Regions from separate parts of the Mus musculus genome. Here region 1 is linked to region 2. A link is a contact called in public HiChIP or PLAC-seq data. All regions are on one chromosome and are shown on one strand. Each heading gives the region's core, a stretch centred on a gene start, on an enhancer-like site or on the middle of the called end of the contact. The rest is flanking DNA. Distances are from core to core; before and after follow the strand shown.

What was found. HiChIP or PLAC-seq counts read pairs in DNA pulled down with a chosen protein or histone mark.
Region 1: a contact with region 2 is called in an H3K27ac HiChIP or PLAC-seq map of double positive thymocytes, with 3 times the contacts expected there. The contact joins the promoter of Hcls1 here to the enhancer-like site in region 2. A contact is called at or near these places in 2 of 39 promoter capture datasets (the C10 cell line and hippocampal neurons), 3 of 115 datasets of contacts at active chromatin or transcription factors (bone marrow-derived dendritic cells, double positive thymocytes and large pre-B cells) and 2 of 9 other capture datasets (adipose tissue and liver).

Annotation. Positions count from the first base shown.
Region 1 is chr16:36,933,124-36,936,408 of GRCm38.p6, reverse strand. It overlaps Hcls1 (hematopoietic cell specific Lyn substrate 1), which reads right to left and starts at 1,426. Exons shown (of 14, transcript NM_008225.2): 1 at 1,335-1,426.
Region 2 is chr16:35,917,303-35,920,221 of GRCm38.p6, reverse strand. It overlaps the pseudogene Gm10237. Among named protein-coding and RNA genes, the nearest start is that of Parp9, 20 kb to the left of the region's middle. Within about 2 kb of position 1,326, at least 126 of the 459 cell types and tissues checked have an H3K27ac peak or open chromatin away from gene starts, as enhancers often do. A contact at or near this core is called in adipose tissue, bone marrow-derived dendritic cells, double positive thymocytes and 1 more, where this site is marked.

The DNA.
Region 1 (3,285 bases), core at 177-2,676, 1.0 Mb before region 2:
GTACTCATTGCTCTCCCAAAGGAGACACCTTTACCCACTCATCCCCAAGGCTCTGCTTATCTAGGCCCCAAGTCTCCACTTTCTATCCCCATCTGGAAGCCTCCATCATTGCCCACATTTTATAATAACCTCTAGAAGATTAGCCCCGAAGACATCTGAGGAAGATAGGTTAAATAAAGATGTGGGAAGGAGTGGTGAGTTACCGTGGCCAGAGTCACTGTGAGCTATTAAGAACATCTGTGCCTCCCCCAGTTGGTATTAGCTACTAACAGGGGGTAAGACACATAAAGAGAACCTATGACCCACAGCTTAAGGCCTCACTTTGACATGTCCTGGCTCTCAGGCTACTCTACCACAGAAGGAAACTGGAAAGGAGAAGTCAAATACATTTATGAGCAATGAGGAAGCAGTGAGGTCCGATGGTCTCATCTTGCCTGATTCTCCAGGTCTCAGTTCATCTCTCCCATCAGCCCCTCATGCTCATGTTTAAGAGCAAAATAACTTACTATTCTTGTACTGTCGATTACTAATCAGGAAAGCTGCTAACTTAAAGTAGGAGGCTGGAGACAGGCAATGAATGCTGGGCATATCCAATACCTGATGACAGGACTGACTTATGGCATCCATAGGTGAGAGATCCATGGACACTGCAGTAATATGACAGCCCCTGTGAGACCCCTGTCTGTCACATGACACAGAGTCTATACTACTTAGTCAGAGACTAGACTAAGCCATCCATCAATATTAACTTCCTTGGGCAAGTCACTGATTGTTGTGATATTGTTTCCCAATGTTAAATAATTAAGGGGTTAACACAGTAGATCCAAAGCTCCCTCTGTAACACTCTGGGATCCCCACAGACATACAAAGTTACACCAGCTGAAGTCATGTTTGCATTTGACTCCTAAAAGCACTTGGCTCAGCACCAGTGTTCATTGGTGGTTAAATCCTGTCCCCTTACATTTCCCATGGGCATTTGTGTCCCTGTGAGGCCATACAAAGGCACACTTTGTCCTCATCTTCCGTGGGTCGCCTTCAGGTTAGCACACTGGGGCAGCCACCCTTTAGAATGGGCTGTGTAGATCATCAAGGGCATACTAGGGCCCAGGGTCCTAGATATGTGCTCAATCATGCTCCCCGAGTGCAGGCCATTTCCTTGTTCCCATCCTCAGATGTTCATTGTCAACCACTGCACACAGTCCTTAGGGCCATCAAGAGTTCAGCATCTATTAGTAAAGACCTCCCTTAACAAGGACTAAGTGCTATGTAGACTTCTTTTCCATACTTCCCTGTGCTCCCAACCCCTCACAAAACCCCCAGCTCAGAGCACCCACCTTTACTGGTTCCTGGTTACGGCTTTTCACATCTACACCAGGCGCCCCCTCCAGCGGCTGCCACTTCAGGGTAAGTAACAGAGCAGCTGCTCCAGTTCCGTTTTCAGGTTTTCTGTCATTTCCTGCCACACTGTCCTCACAGCTACTTCCTGAAGTTTGAGTCAGTTCCTTATACTTTGAGTACTTAGAAGGGTTAAGTGTTTCTGTGTCTAGTATTTTGCAAAGTTTTTCAGGTCACGGGAAAGTTATAAAAATGACCGTGGAGACACATCCCTTATCAGTTAAGACACAATAAGAATGCTGCAGGACTGCTCTGTGTCCTACGAAGGACAGTTGCATCTAAGTAAAAGAATTCAGAACAAGGCAGGTGTGGTAGTGAACTTCTGTGATCCCAGCACTTAGGGGTACCCTGGGCTACAACATTGTTGTAGAAGCCTGGTCTGAGGAAGGAAAAATGTGTGTGTGTGTAGTCTGCAGCAATCAAAAAAAAAAAAAAAAGGCTTAGTGGAAAAATGATCTGTATGTTAATTTTGAAGGGAAGTCTTAAAAACAATTTCTCCTCCTTGCTTTCTGCAGTACCTGAGACTCACACATAACTCACGAGGAAGGGAGAAGGCAGAACGTGGAGGGAGAAAACTCCCTAGCTTGATGGGAGGCTGTGTGGAGTCTGAGCTCACTTACAGAGTTCTGACTACTGGCCTTCTCTAAGCTGGTGAATTGAACTCTGACATACTCTACACTGTCAACATCTGCAGCCCTCCCCTTCTAGCTTCAAGTCAAGACATGCTCAGGTGACTTGTTGAGCCAATGAAATAGACCCTTTCTGATGTGAAGGCCACTGAGAACTTTGCTATGCTTTTACTGGCTGCCTTTCAAATAACCACCTCCCTGCTTCCACCCTCCATTCCTCACCCACCCCCGTCCCAAGCATGGCTCCTCTGGCAGCCTGGAGCACTGACAGGCAATAAAGATAATGAAAATAAAGTTCCAAGGATCTCTGGTTGAAAAATAATCCTACTAAGAACTTGCTTTTGCATCTGAGCCTGGCTCTCCTTATCCCAGTCATCTGTGGACTCTGACTTGCCTGGCTTACAGAGAATGAACCCACAAGGGTCCCAGGTTGGTGAAACTAGACAGAAGGGAACATTCTGTACCAACAGAAAGCATCTAAAGTCACTTCCCAGGGGATTGATTCTAGACTTGGAGCACTTTATTTGTTCTAATAAGGCTATTTATAGTTGAGGAATATGTAGAAAGGGGTAGCCTTAAATTAGGGCTAGACATTGTACCTCACCACACAGCAATGCACAGAACCATAGAACTTCAGCGATGACACCAAGGAAACCCACTTCCCCCTCACAAACACCCCATGTTCATCCCTGAGCAGAACAGTGCTGACATACAGTGAGCGTTGAAGCCAAAGAGAACAGGTTCCCATTAATCCTCTTCTACCCTGTGATACTGGGTCAGCTTTTCCCAAGTGGCAACTTTGTATAAGAGCATGATGTCTACCCAACCCGCATGAGCTATGAAAAGTCTCCTTCTGCACTGTGTTCAAGGAGAGCTTGTTGTTTTAGACACTCTTGCTATGTAGCACAGGCTAGCCTTAACTTACTATGTAGACAAGACTGGCCTTGGACTTATGGTCCTCCTGCCTCAGCCTCCTCAGTGCTGGAATTACAGGCAAGTGCCACCATACTTGGTGGTCCAATACTTTCAGAGTTTTCTCAGAACTATCCACAAGGCTTCACAAATTTACATCCTATGGTTCTGCTCCTTTAACCCAATCTCAGGATGGATTTTCTAATCTGAACCTCATCTCCTTTGGCTCCAGCAGCTGAGGCTAGAAGGATGTTCACAGCCATGTGGTGCTGGCCAGTGAGATGAAGGAGTCTCAGAACTTTCTCCTCCAGTTGCCACTCCTCCATCCCTCCCATAGTGTGCAAACACA
Region 2 (2,919 bases), core at 77-2,576:
CAGTGTACTCACATACATGAAATAAATAAATAAATCTTTAAACCAAAATAAAACAAAAAACATTAATTTGCCAGACCTGGTGGCACACACCTTTGGTTCCAGGATTCAGGAGGCAGAGACAGGTGGATCTCTAAGTTCCAGGCCAGCCTAGTCTACAAAAGGAGTTTCAGGACAGTCAGGGCTATACAGAGAAACCCTGTCTTGAAAAAAACAAATAAGCAAGCAAGCAAACAAACAAATAAATGAATATTACTAATTTGAAGGGCTGAATAAATGGCCCAACAGAACTCTAGTTCCTGAAGGTCCAATGCCCTTTTCTGGCTTTTGTTGGCTTCGGCATACATCTGGTACACACATACACACACACACACACACACACACACACACACACACACACACACACACACACTATATATATATATATATATATATATATATATATATATATATATATATATTTGTATATTTGTATATATACATATATGTACATCTAAATGTGTATATATATGTATGAGAATATATATATATTCTCATCCTGACTCACACATACACATCAATAAAAACTAAATGTACTTTTTTTCTCTCAAATCATTAATTTGGGGGGATCACATGGCTGGAGGGTTTACCATCAGTCTCCTCTAGCTTTGCTGTAGATGGAGCCTTAGACTGAAGCACATCTAATGGGTTAAAACTGTTCTAGACAGCATATGGTGGCACAAGCTTGAGATTCCAGGCAGGAGATTTTTAGCTTCATAGCAAGCTTGACATTAGCCTGAGATATACAGCAAGACCCACCCTCCAACGCTGGGAAAATCTATTGTGTGAATCGCTGTAAATACTCTCAGATCCAGTTGCCTTGGGCCTGCCTCCGGGGTTTTATTGGTTTTCAGTCTTCCTGTTCGTTTAATCTTAATGACTAACTGTAGACCTGACTGTTTCTGGGAATAGAAACTAAAAGTACACTCATCAGACTTTCCCACTTGTAACCTTTCTTTAGCTTCATGGAACTGGGAATACCTTGAGATCTGTAGGAACCAGGATTAGCATAGGGAAGCATGACACCAGCTTCTGGCAGCTGCACGGGTGACCTCCATCTGACTTGCCTCCTCACCTCCCCTGCTCCCCACAAAAATCCCTATAAAAGCCCTGGGCCACAACCTCTAAGGAAGATGGCTTTTTAACAGACAAAACCCCCCACTCTTAGACCTCTGCCAACTTGTTGTAAGTAAAGCTTTCTATCGCTCTATTTCCAGGATTCTTCACACTGGAAAGAGGAGAACAAAACTTTCCTGTTTACATCTTGGCAGAACAGAAAGTGAAAGCCACCCAAGGCTTGAATGGCCAAGGGTGCATCAGCATCAGCCTGGGGTGTGCTAGAGAGCAAGCAGCCAGAACTAGCAGTTAAAGAAAGGCTTTTATTAGGGGCAAGAACACACCCATACAGCAGGCACACAGAAAACCCACCTATCCCTGAAGGCTGGGAGTTTTTAGTCTTTCAAGGGTCACTCTCACAACTGTTGTGTAACTGTGTCTTGACCTCACTATGAGCTTGAGGGGTCGGGACCTATTGGCAGGAGAAGACGTCTACAAAGACCTGTGTTTTAAGTTTTTGCCTCAGATCTAGAAGGAATGGAGGAAGCGAGTGCTCTTGGAAGTTCACCATCTTTATTAGTGATGGCCCCTCTCCCTGTCTATCTGCCTCTCAAGGAATCTGTTTAATTCCTAGTCCCTGAAGATAACAGCTTGGTGGATGTGGTTCCCATCACAGAACTAGGGGATTCCCATCACATCTTTGAGGGTTCAGGTGAGGTAGTTATATATTTTCCTTGGTCTGGTGTGTCTGACACAGTCTTTGGCCTGATTTCCCTATATGTTTACAATATGGCCAAATGCCAATCATAATTTACCCCAATAAACTTATAGGGTAGCATACTTCCTACTCTCAGAGATAAATTATCAGTCTATTGTGCATGGATGGTGTGGGGCAAATGGGGCAGTGCACGCATCTACCCAATGGCACGGCCATCCTCCATCTTTGAAAAGGAGTCAAAGGCCGCTTGTAAATGGAGTCTCTCGGAGCAAAGCTCAGTTTGAAAACCTACTCTTTTACACAATAGTGTGTAACTTAGACCAAGACATGATCCCAGAATCACACATACACATGCACACGCACTCACACACCACACAAATATGTTTGGACTTTTTTTCTTCACTTGTAAAAACTAAAGTATATTTGCTAGAGGAGGTGTAAACCTTTGAATACAAAGGGACCCCATAGTCTTCTATGCTTGGTCTCCAGGTGGTGGAACTGTTTGGGAGTGAATAGGAGGTGTGGTCTTGTGGAAGGAGGTGTGTTTCTGGGGATGGGCTTGGAGGTTTCAAAAGCTCATGCCATTTCTAGCTAGCTTGCATGTTCTCTGTGTCTGTCCATCTGTCTGTCTGTCTCTCTGCCTTACACTTGTTATTTCAGTGTGTAAGCTCTCGACTACTTCTCTAGGGCTATGCCTGGTGTCAAGCTCTCTGCCATGACAGTCATGAATTCACCCTCTGAAACTGTAAGCAAGCCCTCAATTAAACGCTTTCTTTTATAAGTTGCCTTGGTCAGGGTTCCTCGTCACAGCAGTATAACAATAACTAATACAGGTTTGGTGGCATTGTGTGTGCTTAGCATGCACAAGGCTCAGGGTTCAACCCCCAGAATGCAAAATAAGTAAATTAGTTAAATTAAATTAACATACAACTTACTAATACATTATAGAAAAAATTTAAAATGTTTTGAGTATGTGGGGCAGGGTTTCATATGAAGGCAGATACCTGTGGAGACCAGAGGCTTGGACCCCTAGGTCTGGAATTAAAGATGTTGTAAGCATATGGATGTAGGTGCTAAACTCTGCAAGAGCAAGTCCACATTGAGTCATC